Linked DNA regions of Mus musculus: regions 2 and 3 are each linked to region 1. A link is a contact called in public HiChIP or PLAC-seq and promoter capture Hi-C data. All regions are on one chromosome and are shown on one strand. The core of a region is the stretch at or near the end of the contact, and the rest is flanking DNA. Distances in the headings are between cores, read along the strand shown. Region 1 holds the start of Fbxo40 (F-box protein 40). Region 2 holds the start of Nr1i2 (nuclear receptor subfamily 1, group I, member 2). Region 3 holds the start of Parp14 (poly (ADP-ribose) polymerase family, member 14).

What was found. Promoter capture Hi-C pulls out the DNA fragments that hold promoters and counts their contacts. HiChIP or PLAC-seq counts read pairs in DNA pulled down with a chosen protein or histone mark.
Region 2: a promoter capture Hi-C map of embryonic stem cells shows a contact between it and region 1, with 2.4 times the contacts expected there. The contact joins the promoter of Nr1i2 here to the promoter of Fbxo40 in region 1. A contact is called at or near these places in 3 of 39 promoter capture datasets (cranial neural crest, embryonic stem cells and hippocampal neurons).
Region 3: an H3K27ac HiChIP or PLAC-seq map of bone marrow-derived dendritic cells shows a contact between it and region 1, with 7 times the contacts expected there. The contact joins the promoter of Parp14 here to the promoter of Fbxo40 in region 1. A contact is called at or near these places in 5 of 39 promoter capture datasets (the 3T3-L1 cell line, hippocampal neurons, liver and 1 more), 2 of 115 datasets of contacts at active chromatin or transcription factors (bone marrow-derived dendritic cells and pro-B cells) and 1 of 9 other capture datasets (macrophages).

Annotation. Positions count from the first base shown.
Region 1 is chr16:36,988,124-36,992,459 of GRCm38.p6, reverse strand. It overlaps Fbxo40 (F-box protein 40), which reads left to right and starts at 1,993. Exons shown (of 4, transcript NM_001358217.1): 1 at 1,993-2,356.
Region 2 is chr16:38,292,903-38,297,238 of GRCm38.p6, reverse strand. It overlaps Nr1i2 (nuclear receptor subfamily 1, group I, member 2), which reads left to right and starts at 2,415. Exons shown (of 9, transcript NM_010936.3): 1 at 2,415-2,721.
Region 3 is chr16:35,869,477-35,873,812 of GRCm38.p6, reverse strand. Parp14 (poly (ADP-ribose) polymerase family, member 14) reads left to right here and starts at 2,431. Exons shown (of 17, transcript NM_001039530.3): 1 at 2,431-2,646. The coding sequence starts at 2,460.

The DNA of each region.
Region 1 (4,336 bases), core at 744-3,243:
AGGAATGGAAAACATTTAGCCACAAAATTAATGAGCTTGATGTAATGGAGGGATGCCAGTTTCCAGATCCATCTTTAAAGAATGTACGTTCTTGGGGATGGGGATGGAGCTCAGCTGGTGTCTGCCTGTCATGTACAGAGCACTTGAGTGCCGTACCAGACTGAGCACAGTGGCACACATGTGCAAGCCGAGAAGTTCTAGATCATCATCAGCCAGCCTGGGTTATATAAAACCACAGTTCAGAGCAGGACCCACACCCTAGAGTAGTAGGGAAACACAAACTAGACATGATGTGGGTTTCCAAAAGAAAAGGGAAATTCACACTTGGGTGGGTAGAGAGGTGAGGGCAAAAGAGGGTAGACATGGGAGGAAGAGGCAGGAGAAGAGCAAATGTGATCAAAATACACCGTACGAATTCTCAAAGAGTTAAAATATCACACACACACACACACACACACACACACTCACACACACACACACACACACACACACTCTTTCCAAGCACATGCTAAAGCATAACAGGATTAACTAAATGGATGCCACATCAGATAGCCAGCCCTCCTTCCTCATAGACAGCAAAGTTTAAACAAACCATCACTTGCTCCTCCACTTAGAAATGAAAATCAATTGAGGACAAGCTGGGGATGGTAATGCAGTTCTTGGCCGCTGAGGGCCAGGGCCTGGGTTCAGACCCCAGCATCACACATGGAGAAACAATCAAGGAAGAAACTCTCATTTGAATAAATAAGAAATAAACCCTTTCCTCTCCAAGTTGCTTTTGGTCATGGTGTTCCATCATGGCAATAGTAACAAAGCTATGCACCAGACCAAATGAGGCTTAGCCAAAAATGGAAGTTTGGTTCAATACAGAAACACCAATCAATGCAATACAAGAGCTACAGAGAGACCATCTGGTAAAAGTCCGCAGCCTTTCATGATGAGAACAGACACTAAACTAGACACTAACTACTAATTCCCTGCCTCCACCTGCCAAAAGCTGCCTGAGAGATTCACAGGGTACTTGTATTCATTCACTAAAAACTCCACAGGTGACTTATCAACTTACCAATGAAGGAGGGGCTGTCCAGGACAAGTCAGGACAGCCCCTGTTGCTGCCCCTGTTCAACACAGTGCAGGACATTCCAGGCCAGGCACAGGGGGAAGGAAGAAAAGAAAAGGCAGCCAGTCTGGAAAGGAAGTGACTGAGACATCATCTACAACCTAAGGAATCTGCAAGAAAACTTTGTTACAAAGACAGTGAAGTGCTGCAACACAAGATGGATACAATGTTATCATTTCTATTGTCTGGCTTTTCACCCAGATGAGCTTGCCCACATAAACAAATGTGCATGAGAGAACGGGGTGGAGGGAATTTCAGAGACGGCTTGCTCATCACAGCAGAACATATAAACTCATCTCTTTACTCTGAAGATCCACCCACATTCAAAAGGGAGCCACACTGAGCAGTTTGATGCACTAGATAATATTCACGTTATTTTTTTTTTCAAAGAAGAGGTTGAAAGAACTATCTTGAAAAGGATCCGACGAAGAATCCCAGACTTTGAGAAGTCTTTCTTCTAGCTCTGAGCCTTGTGGTGATGGATGTAATAGTTCACCTTCCCTGATCCTGTGTCTTTTCACATGTAAAAAGGAACTTGTACTAAATGATAGCCAAGCCTCCTACCACTTCTACTTCTGTTCCTTGGACTTGCTAACTGACTGTTTCTGAATGACAAACTCTCCCTTTCTCTGCCACCTGGGAAAGGCCAGGGCCAGAGGAAAGCAGATGCTAACCTGTCCTGAGAAGAAACGGGAGAAGCAGAAGCATGGAACTGTGTCCCTTGCACAACTTGCTACTTCAGCCAGTGAGGGGCTTGGGTGGAACACAGGGTTATAATTAGAGCAAGAGGCCAGCTGCTTCTCCCCCAGCTCCTGGACACAGCTGGACCTGCCCACGGCACACACAGGACTCAGGCTGTGTTGGCCTTGCTCTGACCCTTCTTGCAAAGGCTTTCCTCCCTCCTCTGTGAAACAAAGTCCGGGGTTGCTCTAAGCGCTACTTTCCCATGGGCTCTCCTCTGCCCCTCCAGCACTTAGACATTGAGTGTTGATAACCTACAGAGACGAAAGAGGTCGTAAGCTGAGCCCGGTCACATTGCCCTGTGATATAGTTTTATTTTTAACTTTGAAACGCTTGAACTATGTCAGTTGGCGTTTTCTCCCTTTCGCTTGCCTTTCCAACAGAACTTGGGTGCTCTGCTGCAGCGGAAGCACCGGCACCCACCTCCTCCAGACCTGCTTGATCAACGGCAAAGGGCTGGTAGCTGCGGATGCTGAGCCAGCTTGTACCGTTTAGGTAAGATTTTTTCAAACACCGGCAGGTGTGACCCAGGTTATTTAGATGATAAATGGGTGGACCGGACCGAGGCTTACTGTGCATTTCCTTTGTACCGTGGAAGGTAGGTTATTAAACTTTGTTACATGTGGGTGATGGGGGAAAGGTTGGTAATGGAAAGCCCTGGCCATGTGTAAGGTGTTTTGGATTTTAAATCCTACAGCAGTTTGCAATGTCAGCAGCCTTCTGCCGGTTTAGGTTTTCTACTACAGTCAACCAGAGCGATTCAGTGCTACCTTAGTCACACAGTGGTGACAGGGGAGGGCAGTGTGTGGTAAGGGAAAAAGTAGACACCCAGGGTTAGTCCAAACGCTGCAATGCTGTTCTCCAACCACCTCTGTGGCTTTAATTGCAAGTCATGGTCACAAGGCTTAAATTCCATCTACTGAGCCACATCGCGGTCTAATGTACCACAGCGGTACTTCAACAGCACTGGCTGCTCAAACTCTGCCTGCAACCTGAAACTCAGTTTTGCCTAACAAAACTGCTTCAGGGCAATTCCTTCCCGCCCATTTCTCTTGGGGGTGTGTGGGGGGGGGGCGGGGGGAAGCAGCCATGAAAGTGAAAACTGAAAATCATACACAGACTTAGGCACCCGAACTCAAAACTGTGACCAGCTTGAGGCGAGTACACCCAGAGCAGCAGAAGTGAAGTGATGAAAGATATTCATGGTTTTAAAAGCTTAAGAGGCAGATGGACTACTCCTAGCTCCTGGAATATCTGCATCTCAGCCTTCCTAATGCTGTGACCCTTTAACACAGTTCCTCATGTTGTGGTGACCCCCCCCCCCCATAAAATTATTTCATTGCTACTTTGTAACTGTAATTTTGCTACTGTTGTGAACCATAATGTAAATACCTGATATGCAGAATATCCTTTATGTGACCCCCCACACTCCACCAGTTAAGAACCTCTGCTATATATTGTTATGTGCATGAAAAACGTTAGCAACAGTAATGGGCCCTGTTTATTTCCTTATGTTTCTCTAGTTTAGAGTTCAGCTGAGGTCATCCTGGGAAGTGGCCCACACGGAAAGGGATCTGTGGTGTTCGGGTTCGAGCCATCAATGCTGAGTCAAACTACTCAGATGCCTAACTTCTAGCTCCCTCTTGTAGCCCACTATAACCTCCAATGTACAGGAGTAACCCCGAATCTGTCTATACAGGAGTCTATGTTACTTTCCTACCTATTTGTTTAGGCACAGTCAGTTCCCTGTGGCATTTAATTTTTCCAGGGTTTCCATGGCAATGAATCAGAAATGTACGGTGGGCTGCTATCTTTATGAGACTTGGGTATGTTAGCTTAGAAGTCATCACGGGGACAACAGTTGCCCGTCACCCCAGTTAAATACTTTATGAGCCAGCACCACAGAGGGTTATAGCATTGATATCAATGTATAAGTATGGACAATGAGAATCAAAGCTGGTAAGTAAAAAGATTTAAAGACAGAGTGACTTCTAGATGTGAGGTCTGCAGATTGTAAAGCTGACTGGACCCGGGGAAGCACAGTTATGTAGGGCATGGGGAGGTTGCTGGTATCACAGCCCGGAAGCCCGTGAACCATATGTGTGATTTATCCTCAGATGTCTAGGTGAGGTAAAATCTCAGGGAGTAGAGAGATGAATTTAATGGTTAACTTTATACATTTTCTTTCTCTAGAGTCAAATGTCTTCATAGCAGGGAAGTGGGTGAACAATGAATAACTAAATGACTAGGTGGAGGGTGAGAGAATTAGGAGTTTAAAAATACCTTTGCCCTTTGCCCTCTAATCTTGGCCCTCTAACCTTGCCACTTTCACTGAAGCTGAACAGAAATCAATCATTATTGTGAGGGCTGGCCACATGGGGAGTCAGAATAGTTGCACACCACATGAAGGGCACTGAAAGGGCCATCTGCTTAAAAATATCTCCCTGACATCAAACCTGTTTGTCACTAACTTTA
Region 2 (4,336 bases), core at 1,166-3,665, 1.3 Mb before region 1:
GAGAGCTGAAGAGTCAGTCCATTGAAAGGAAAGTCCTGCATGACCCATGGTAGATATATACGATATTTGTCGATGAATAATAAAATTGTTAAAAAAAAAAATGTTCACAGTAAGCCAGAGAACCAGAGAGAATCGGAAACAGTGCTAACGACCTCCAGGGTCTGAATGGCACGTTTTTTTCCAAACGAATTTTGCACAGAACACATTATAGAAGAGAAAGCAGGGTGCAGAGAGAGGGGATTCCTCAGGGGCAAGTGATCATGGTCAAAATACATTCACTTCAAGTCCTTATGAAAACGCCACAATGGAGCCCGTCTTGTCCAGTGATGCACAGCAATGAGCAACTAACAGTAATAGGAAACTACTCTTCATACACAGGCCTGTTCCCGAGTTTTGTAAGAGTAAAGAGGATGAACTGCACATATTTAAAACTTACAAATCAATCTCACACACTATTAGATAACTTGTGTTCTACCCCACCAGCTCTGAAGATAACTTTAAAAGGGATTGTGGGGAGGAAAAATATATGTGATATGAATAGAAACCAGATTGTATATTAAGATTACAAGGGAAATTGAACAAACCAGAGGGAGCAAGCCAGGGGGAGCAAGCCAGAGGGAGCCAGCCAGGGGAAACAAGTAACCCAGGAGGAGCAAACCAGAGGATGAAGCCAGTAAGCAGCATTCCTCCACGGATTCTGCCTCAAGTTCTTGCCTTGCTGGAGTTCTGATTTGATTTCCCTCAATGATGGATGGTGTCCTGGAAGAGCAAGTTAAATAAACCTTCCCTCCCCTAAGTTGCTTTTTTTTTTTTTTTTTTTTTTTTTTTTTGGTTTTTCGGGACAGGGTTTCTCTGTGTAGCTCTGGCTGTCCTGGAACTCATTTGTAGACCAGGCTGGCCTCGAACTCAGAAATCCGCCTGCCTCTGCCTCCCGAGTGCTAGGATTAAAGGCGTGTGCCACCACACCCGGCCCCTAAGTTGCTTTTGATCATGGTATTTATCACAGGAACAGAAAGAAAAGTAGGGCATATGTCCCCCCCAAACAACCACCACAACAGAACAAAAATAAAAACCAAAGAGGAGATCACCCCTCTGAGTCTACCCCATGGCACCTCTGTGCCCTGGAGGTCCTTGGACCACCCTGCTCCCTTCCTTTGGCTTCACCTGAACTTGCACCATTAGTGTGTCATGAATTTAGTTGGCTATCTGAGTTTTCCTTTTTCTTTTCTTTTTTTTTTTTAATTTATGGTTTTGTTTATGTTTTTATAAAATTGACCAAGGACGCTGACTGCCTAGGCTTGCCTCTGGTGGATGGTTCAGGAGCTCCTAGTGCTGGTTGCAGGGGAAGAAAGTTTGAGCAGAGGTCAGGACTCCAGTTTCTCCTCCTTTCCAGCCATGCGTGGGAGTGACTCAGGTCCTCTCTGGGCCTCCAGTCTGGGGTTCTTAGTAACTACCACAAACTGGGTGTTTAAACTGGCTTCCAAATAAAGCCCTACCCAGATAAATGTTGATGCCTGGCAGCCCTGCAGTCTTCTTATGCCACCTAGAGCTCAGGACAGCATCTGCAGAGGAAGAGAGACCAGACAATCCCTCAGGAACCGAAGAGCATTTCTCTCCTTTGGGAAGTTCCTCATTTGTCCTGGATTCCCTGTTTCTGCTGTAAATAACTTGCCATTTTTATAGGAGAGGTGAATAGAGACCTTTGTATGCCAGAAGAGCCCCGAGAGATGATAAAAGCTGTAATAATTTACCCGTGACCCCAGGACTTCTGGTGAGGTGCCCTGCCCATTCTGGAATCCTGCCCATTCATCTCAGTACAGAAAAAAAAAAGACCTGCTTCCACTCGTGGAAATAAGTGTCCCTTGTCAGGCTTCCCAGATATGCAAGCCCCCAGGGCCAAGGACACCCCGATGATGTCCTGCTACCCCAGAGCCCACTAGACAGGAAGCTTCTAGAAGGGTCCGAGAGAAGAGAAAACTCTCAGACAGTTCCTGGTAGTCCCAGCCAGCTTTCTGTCCTGTGGTTGGAACTGCAAGGTCATACCTGTCTCGAAGCTATTTCCTCCCTCTCTCTCATATCAACAAGCCAGTGTCATGTGTGTGGCCTTTTCCTTACTTTCACGTAAACTGCTTCTGTCCAGGAAATTAACTTAGGGAAAAAAAGTGTTAGGAGCTATAGATTCAAAGGCACTTTACCTCTAGAGGCAAAATCACCCTCAGAGAGGCAAACATTGGCCCAGAATTACTTAGAGCAAACACTTAAAACACACTTCCCCTCCCTTACATGTTTTACAGTGAAGACAACTATGAAAAAAATAGGAAGGGGATATAACAAGAGTAAATACGGTAATCTGGTCATTGCTAGCTCGGGTGCTGGACTTGGGACTTGGGAGTGCCAACTGGGGCCCCTTACTACATTGGACCTGGGGTGTACTGTGGGCAAGAACAAGTATGGTTCCTATGCCTGTGGACAACATAGCCTAAGGTTAGCTGAGGGTGAGAATCGGGGATAGATACTGCTCTTTTGTCTACTTGGATGGTCAGCCTCTCCCTAGGGGCCTGACCTTGGCTCATAGGAAACACTGAGGACTTAAGCTGAGATCTCCATGTGCAGCCAGGTAGCCACGGCAGGTGTGCTGAGCTCTGGGCAGAACCATCGTTCCTGATTCTTCAAGGTGGACCCCAAGGGGGAAATCCAACAAAAGCAGTGGCCCCCAGACAGGTATGATCTTTCCTTCTTTCTCTTTCTAAGAGTCAGATGCCCTCTGCCTCTGAACAGAAGGCTGAGGGGGATACAAATGAGGTCGGAGGTCAGCAATGTGAAGGAGTATGGAGGACAATGACACCTTTTTCTCTCCTCTTCTCCTTCCTGGGTCAAACAAAGCATGAAGACAGTTGTGGAGCCAAGGTGCTCTGCTACCTGGCCTACACTTGTGTTGCCAGGAAGCATCACAACAGAAGCCTTGTGTATGTGACATCGGGCATTAGATAGGCAGCCGAGCCCCTTCTGTGACAGGGTTGGAGTCCCTGACCTAGGAAACACCGCTGCTGAAGACCATGAGAATCAGGAACTATTAGCACTGGCTCCCAGAGCTTGTCAGGTTAGTGCTGGCAGCCCCCGGGGACATAGACAGCGGCAGGATGGTCACGAGGCCTCACATTCTCATTAGCGGTGTCTCAGTACACACTATATCCGTGTACAGTGGTCGGCTTTAGACTCTGTTTGTCAGAGTCATTCCCGTTATGTTCAGTACCCTAGGTCCCATCTCTGCTCCATACAACAGCCCGAGGCGCAGGCTAGAGACATGGCTTTAAGGCTCCTCCACATCCAGGAGCTACCTTAGGAGATGCCTTCAAGGCCACCAAACCTTCCCTCTGTGCTTCAGGTGTGGCATTGTCCCTTGCACGTGCATGACTGTTTTTCATTGCTGCCGGGAAGGCAAAGGACCACCACACAGATGAAAAGTGGCTGAATTATCTACACTGAGAGGAATCCTTGGTCTCTAATGACTTGGCCAGAGTCTAAAGTATTCCAAGTAAGGCCTCTGAAGCCTGGCTTACCCTGTTCATTAATAGACTTTTTTGAATACACAAAAATACTTGCTTAAAAATGCTTTATTTATATAATAAATGTAATCTAAACTGGGATCACCAAGTTATAGCTCATGGGCCAAATCTGGCCCATCAGCTATTTTTTTTTTTAATCAATAAAGTCGTACTAAAACACAAAGTCGTGAGGCTGGTTTTGCCCCATAACAGCGGAAGCAAATGGTTCTACATAGAAGATGTCGCCGACTCGTCTACAGGCAATCTGCCTGATGCTAAATGACTGGGAAATAAACACAGTCGACCACTGCAAAGCCAATTAGACTGGTTTTGTAGGTGGCCACTGTTTAAACTGTCAAGCGACTCATGACTGATTGCATGCTCAGTAAAATGCAGTGTAAATACAGCTAACTGCTTCTCCTAGTCCCTGTCTCCCACCAAAGCAACTGGCATGGTGTGTGTATACCAGACCACAGTCTTTGCATCTATGTCTGTGTTCACGTACAAACCAACCCAACTGCCATGTGATTTTTCCACCGTGCAGGACTTAGAGATCTTCCCCATCCACATAGAACCTTGCCCTGTTTAACTGCTTTAGGATTTAAGTGTTTATTTTTAAAGTTTTTGTTACAAGCATCTATTCAGTGTGTATGTATGTGCGAGCATACCTGCCATGGCATGCGTGTGGGAGGTCGGAGGATAAATGGCAGAAGTCCATCCTCTCCTTCCACCATGTGGGTTCCAGGGAAGGAGCTTAGGTCTTCACGCTTGATGACTTCCCTGTACATGTT
Region 3 (4,336 bases), core at 1,182-3,681, 1.1 Mb after region 1:
CTGGGTCCTCTGGAAGAGTAGCCTGTTCTCTTAACTGCTGAGCCAGCTCTCCAGCCTCTGAAGTAGCAATTTTTTTTAAAGATTTATTTATTTATTATATGTAAGTACACTGTAGCTGTCTTCAGACACTCCAGAAGAGGGAGTCAGATCTTGTTACAGATGGTTGTGAGCCACCACGTGGTTGCTGGGATTTGAACTCCGGACCTTCGGAAGAGCAGTTGGGTGCTCTTACCCACTGAGCCTTCTCACCAGCCCTGAAGTAGCAATTTTTAAAATCAAGCATTCTAACATGGTACGATCCAAAGATAGACTAACTTGTCATGTTGACAAATGACAGCAGGAACATATTAAAAGTCTGCTTTCTATTACTAAGACATTAAGTTTTTTTTTTTTTAAGAACAGAAACATTGTATACATTAAAAACTGTGATCCATATCATAGTCTCTCATCTGAGCTGAGTGTTTCAGAGAGTGTTTACTGGTATTGTCTGGTGTGAAGATTTTATATGTGCAAAAGTGCACATGTGTGCTCAGAACACAGGCTTCAGTGGTGCCAGGAGATAGCACCGGTAAGCAACGGAATGCTATGTAGTTGATTTTGATTTAATTTTTGGTTATTGTGCCTTCAGAAGCCTTTCAGCGTTACCAAGATTTTCTCAAGTCTCACACTGGGTTGTGCGATCGGTCTGATTACCATCTACAGAGAAATGGGACCTATCTGTAAAAAACCGTTAAAATTGCCTAGATACTCCCACCTCCAGCCCCGGTTCACGGCTTTCATTTACAATGCCTAGCTGCTGGCGCCTGGGATGTCCTGGCTGACACCACCAATATCTCCCACATCCCTCTTTGTACCAACATTTGCCCATATCGAGAACTTTTCTGTTTTCAAAAATATTTAACTCCAAGAAACAAAATATCAACTTTCTGAGCCCAAACCCCCATCCCTCACCCGGCTGCTTGACTCCTGGGTCTTCCTGTCCATTCAAAGTTTTGGAAAGATCTGGGAAAAAAAAAATTGCCAGGCGGTGGTGGCACATGCCTTTAATCCCAGCACCACTGGGAGGCAGAGGCAGTTCGAGGCCAGCCTGGTCTACAAAGTGAGTTCCAGGACAGCCAGGGCTATACAGAGAAACCCTGTCTAGAAAAAAAAAAAAAAAAGGGGGGGGGGAGGGGGGAAGCTCTGAGTGCTGCCTCGGCTTCCTTCCTTTTTTTCAGACCTCGGTCCTCTTCAGACTCCCCATCGTCCCTGTTCTCCATCAGATAGTGTTACCAGGGGCCCCGAGGGGGTCACCATACTCTAGCCCTGGACCGGCAAAGCCTGCTTTAATGCGTATCCCAAATATTCGCTCATCACGCGTTAAGGATATACAGATTCCCAGTCTCTTCTTATCCCGGTCACAGTAGGCGCACCTCACTCCTGTTGCTTGGACCACTCCTGGATGAACTGTTCATATCTTTCGGCCAATCTTGTCTCCAAAGGCAGCTTAGAGGCCATCACGTTCTTCCTAGGAGGGGGAATGGGGGAGGCGGGTGTCGGAGCCCCAAGAGCCCTAGACCAGTAGCGGGACCAGAGCCCTCTCCTGAGCACCCAGGTCAGCCTGGCTTTCTCTCACTCCTGTCGAACTCAGCCACCATGCAGCAGCCTAAGTTATTTTGTGTAAGTGAACCACAAAGCCCCAGAGACCCACCATCTAAGGTCATTTCTTAGTAGTTCTTAGGCTCTCGGGTAGCACGTCCCTTGCCCAGAAGTGCTACCTGATCTTTCCATAATTGGGCTGGGAGCCCATGCTCTTCTGCTCCAACACCTGTGTATTTCTCCCTAGAGTTGTCGACCGTCTCCTGTGTCCCCATACCTGTGTCCCTCCGTTGAACACCCAGAAAGCATGGACGCCAGCACGCGTTCCTCAATACTGGGAGTTTGTAAACACAAAGTATGCACAGATGAGAAAACAGAATTCTGAAGCAGGAAAGTCAGGTCAGATGCCCTCGGGTGGTCCCCCAAGTGAGCAGGGAGCATCCTGAGAGGATCGTTTTCCTTCTCTTATACAGCGTGGGTTTTCAGGTATGCAGAAACTATCCTAGTGATGGAGCAGGGCTCAGCTGTAGCTCAGGTGGAGTGCGGGCGGGGCCCAGCTCTGGAGCTGCTAAGGAGGTGGCCTGGAGGCTAGAGCTCGGGTGGAGGATTGACTGGCTTCTGTTGAGAGCAGGAGAACAAAGTGCCTGGGGGTGGGTGGGTGGTAGCTCTGTGTGTGTGTGTGTGTGTGTGTGTGTTGTTGTTGTTGTTGTTGTTGTTGTTGTTGTTGTTGCACTATTCCAATCCTGGGATAGCGAGGTGAAGATAGAAACTAAGGACGGGGAGGGATTTCCAGGAAATGAAAGCGAAAGAAGTTATCTCAATGTTAAAACTCTGAGCAGTTTTGGACGACCCAGCAGTCGCCGCTTCCTAGTTCAGTCAGGATGGCAGCGTCGGGTTCCTTCCCGCTGCTGGTCGAGGGCTCTTGGGGCCCCGACCCCCCAAAGAACTTGATCAACAAGTTGCAAGTGTACTTCCAGAGCCGGAAGAAATCCGGAGGAGGGGAGTGCGAGGTCGTCCCGGAGCCGGGGAACCCAGCACGCTTCCGGGTGCTCTTCTCCCCGGAGGATGGTGAGGGGCGCGAAGGTCGGGGAGGGTCGCCTCGCGCGGGGTTTGGGACCATGGGTGCCAGGTCTAGCCCTCGGCTGCAGCTCGTTCGGTGCGGGAGATCCTGGAGGCAGAATCTGCGTGGCGAGCGCAACCGGGAGTGGCGTTCCCCTTGCTTTCCCAGTCGCTCCCTGAAGCAATCTGTGGACCTTCCCGTGTTCGTTTGTTTGTTGTTTGGTTGTGAGCCTAGCCTTTCACGGCTGAGCCATCTCTCCAGCCCTTGTTTGTTGTTTTAACTGTCCTGTTTTTATTATTCAGGTGGGGCAGGAAAAGAATTAAGAAACGGGAGGAGTCCAGGGTCCGCTAGCACCGCAGGGTTCTTAGGGAGATGAGCTTGAGAAGTGAAAAGCCCTAGAGCTCTTGTGCCTCAGTGGAGGAGGGAGGGACAGGGCAGGGGTGGGTAATGGGTGGTGGTGTCTTGTTCCTACCTCGTCCTTCAGCCCCAAGATGATCTGAGGTGGCTGTAAGCTTGGAACCCAGGTTGGGATAGGGACTGGGGGTGTTCCCTCATCTCTGGAAGGTTCCTGAACAGTTAAGCAGTTGAATGTTCCCCACCTCTATTGGCCTTCTGCAAAGGAGGCCCAGCCTTCATTTCTCGCTCAGGTGGGTGAATGGAAGTCCCAGATCTGTGACTTCTGGAAAGCCACCATGTGTTAATATCAGAGATTTTGCAGACCAGGGTCATCCTCAGAGTGCAGGATGGAGGGAACATTTGGGCCAGAGGAGAGGAAAGGAGGCTGAGGAGACCGGGCAGTGGGCAAGGTAACAGCCCAGCAAAGACCCAAGAAGGAAAAAAAAAAAAAAAAATGAAAACAAGAGAAAGGTGTAACACAGGGTTTCAGGAAGCCTGGGTAGGAGGGCACAAGAGACCTGCTTAGCTCTGATCCCTTCCGGAAAACACAGGTTTGATTTCACAAGGGAGCCCTCAATGGGCAGCTAGCTAGTAAAGTGAGAATCTCATTTTTCACTTTTCCTAGATCAGTGATTCTCAACCTTCCTAATGCTGCAGACCTTTAACACAGTTCCTCAGGTTGAGGTGACCCCAACCACAAAATTATTTTTGTTGCTACTTCATAACTGTAATTTTGCTTACTATTATGAACCAGAACCTAATCCCCAGGAAAAGATCATTAGATCCTAAGGGGTTGTGACCCACAGGTTGAGAACCACAGTAGAGGGGTCCCAGTTTGATTCCAGCTGTCAGTATCCCAGCAGACATGACCCGTATGGAGAGCGCTTTTCTCTAGAATGTCACTGTCCTCAAATGAGGGTCACATGGTAGGGGTGCAGATTACTGGCATCCTGGTCACAGAGAGGTCGGGGTAACTAGACATCTCCAGCTCCACCCTAGACACTGTAGTACAGTGAGTGTCGACTGAATAAGGATTGTGTACCACCAGCCCTCTGACGAGACCCGAACATGCTAAACATTAAAAAAAATCTGTTGTTTATCTAGACCATCAAACCAACAAAACAGAGGGACTGAGAGACTATCTAAGATATTGGTACTATACTGAAATACACAGCACGGAAAAATAATTGTGATAATACAATTCCAGTTTTAGCCTTTACAGCAGACCCCGGGGCTGGCCAGGTGACTCCGCCCTGAAGGGCTGGGCTCACAATGAAATTCACCAGTCGCAGGATCTCTGCT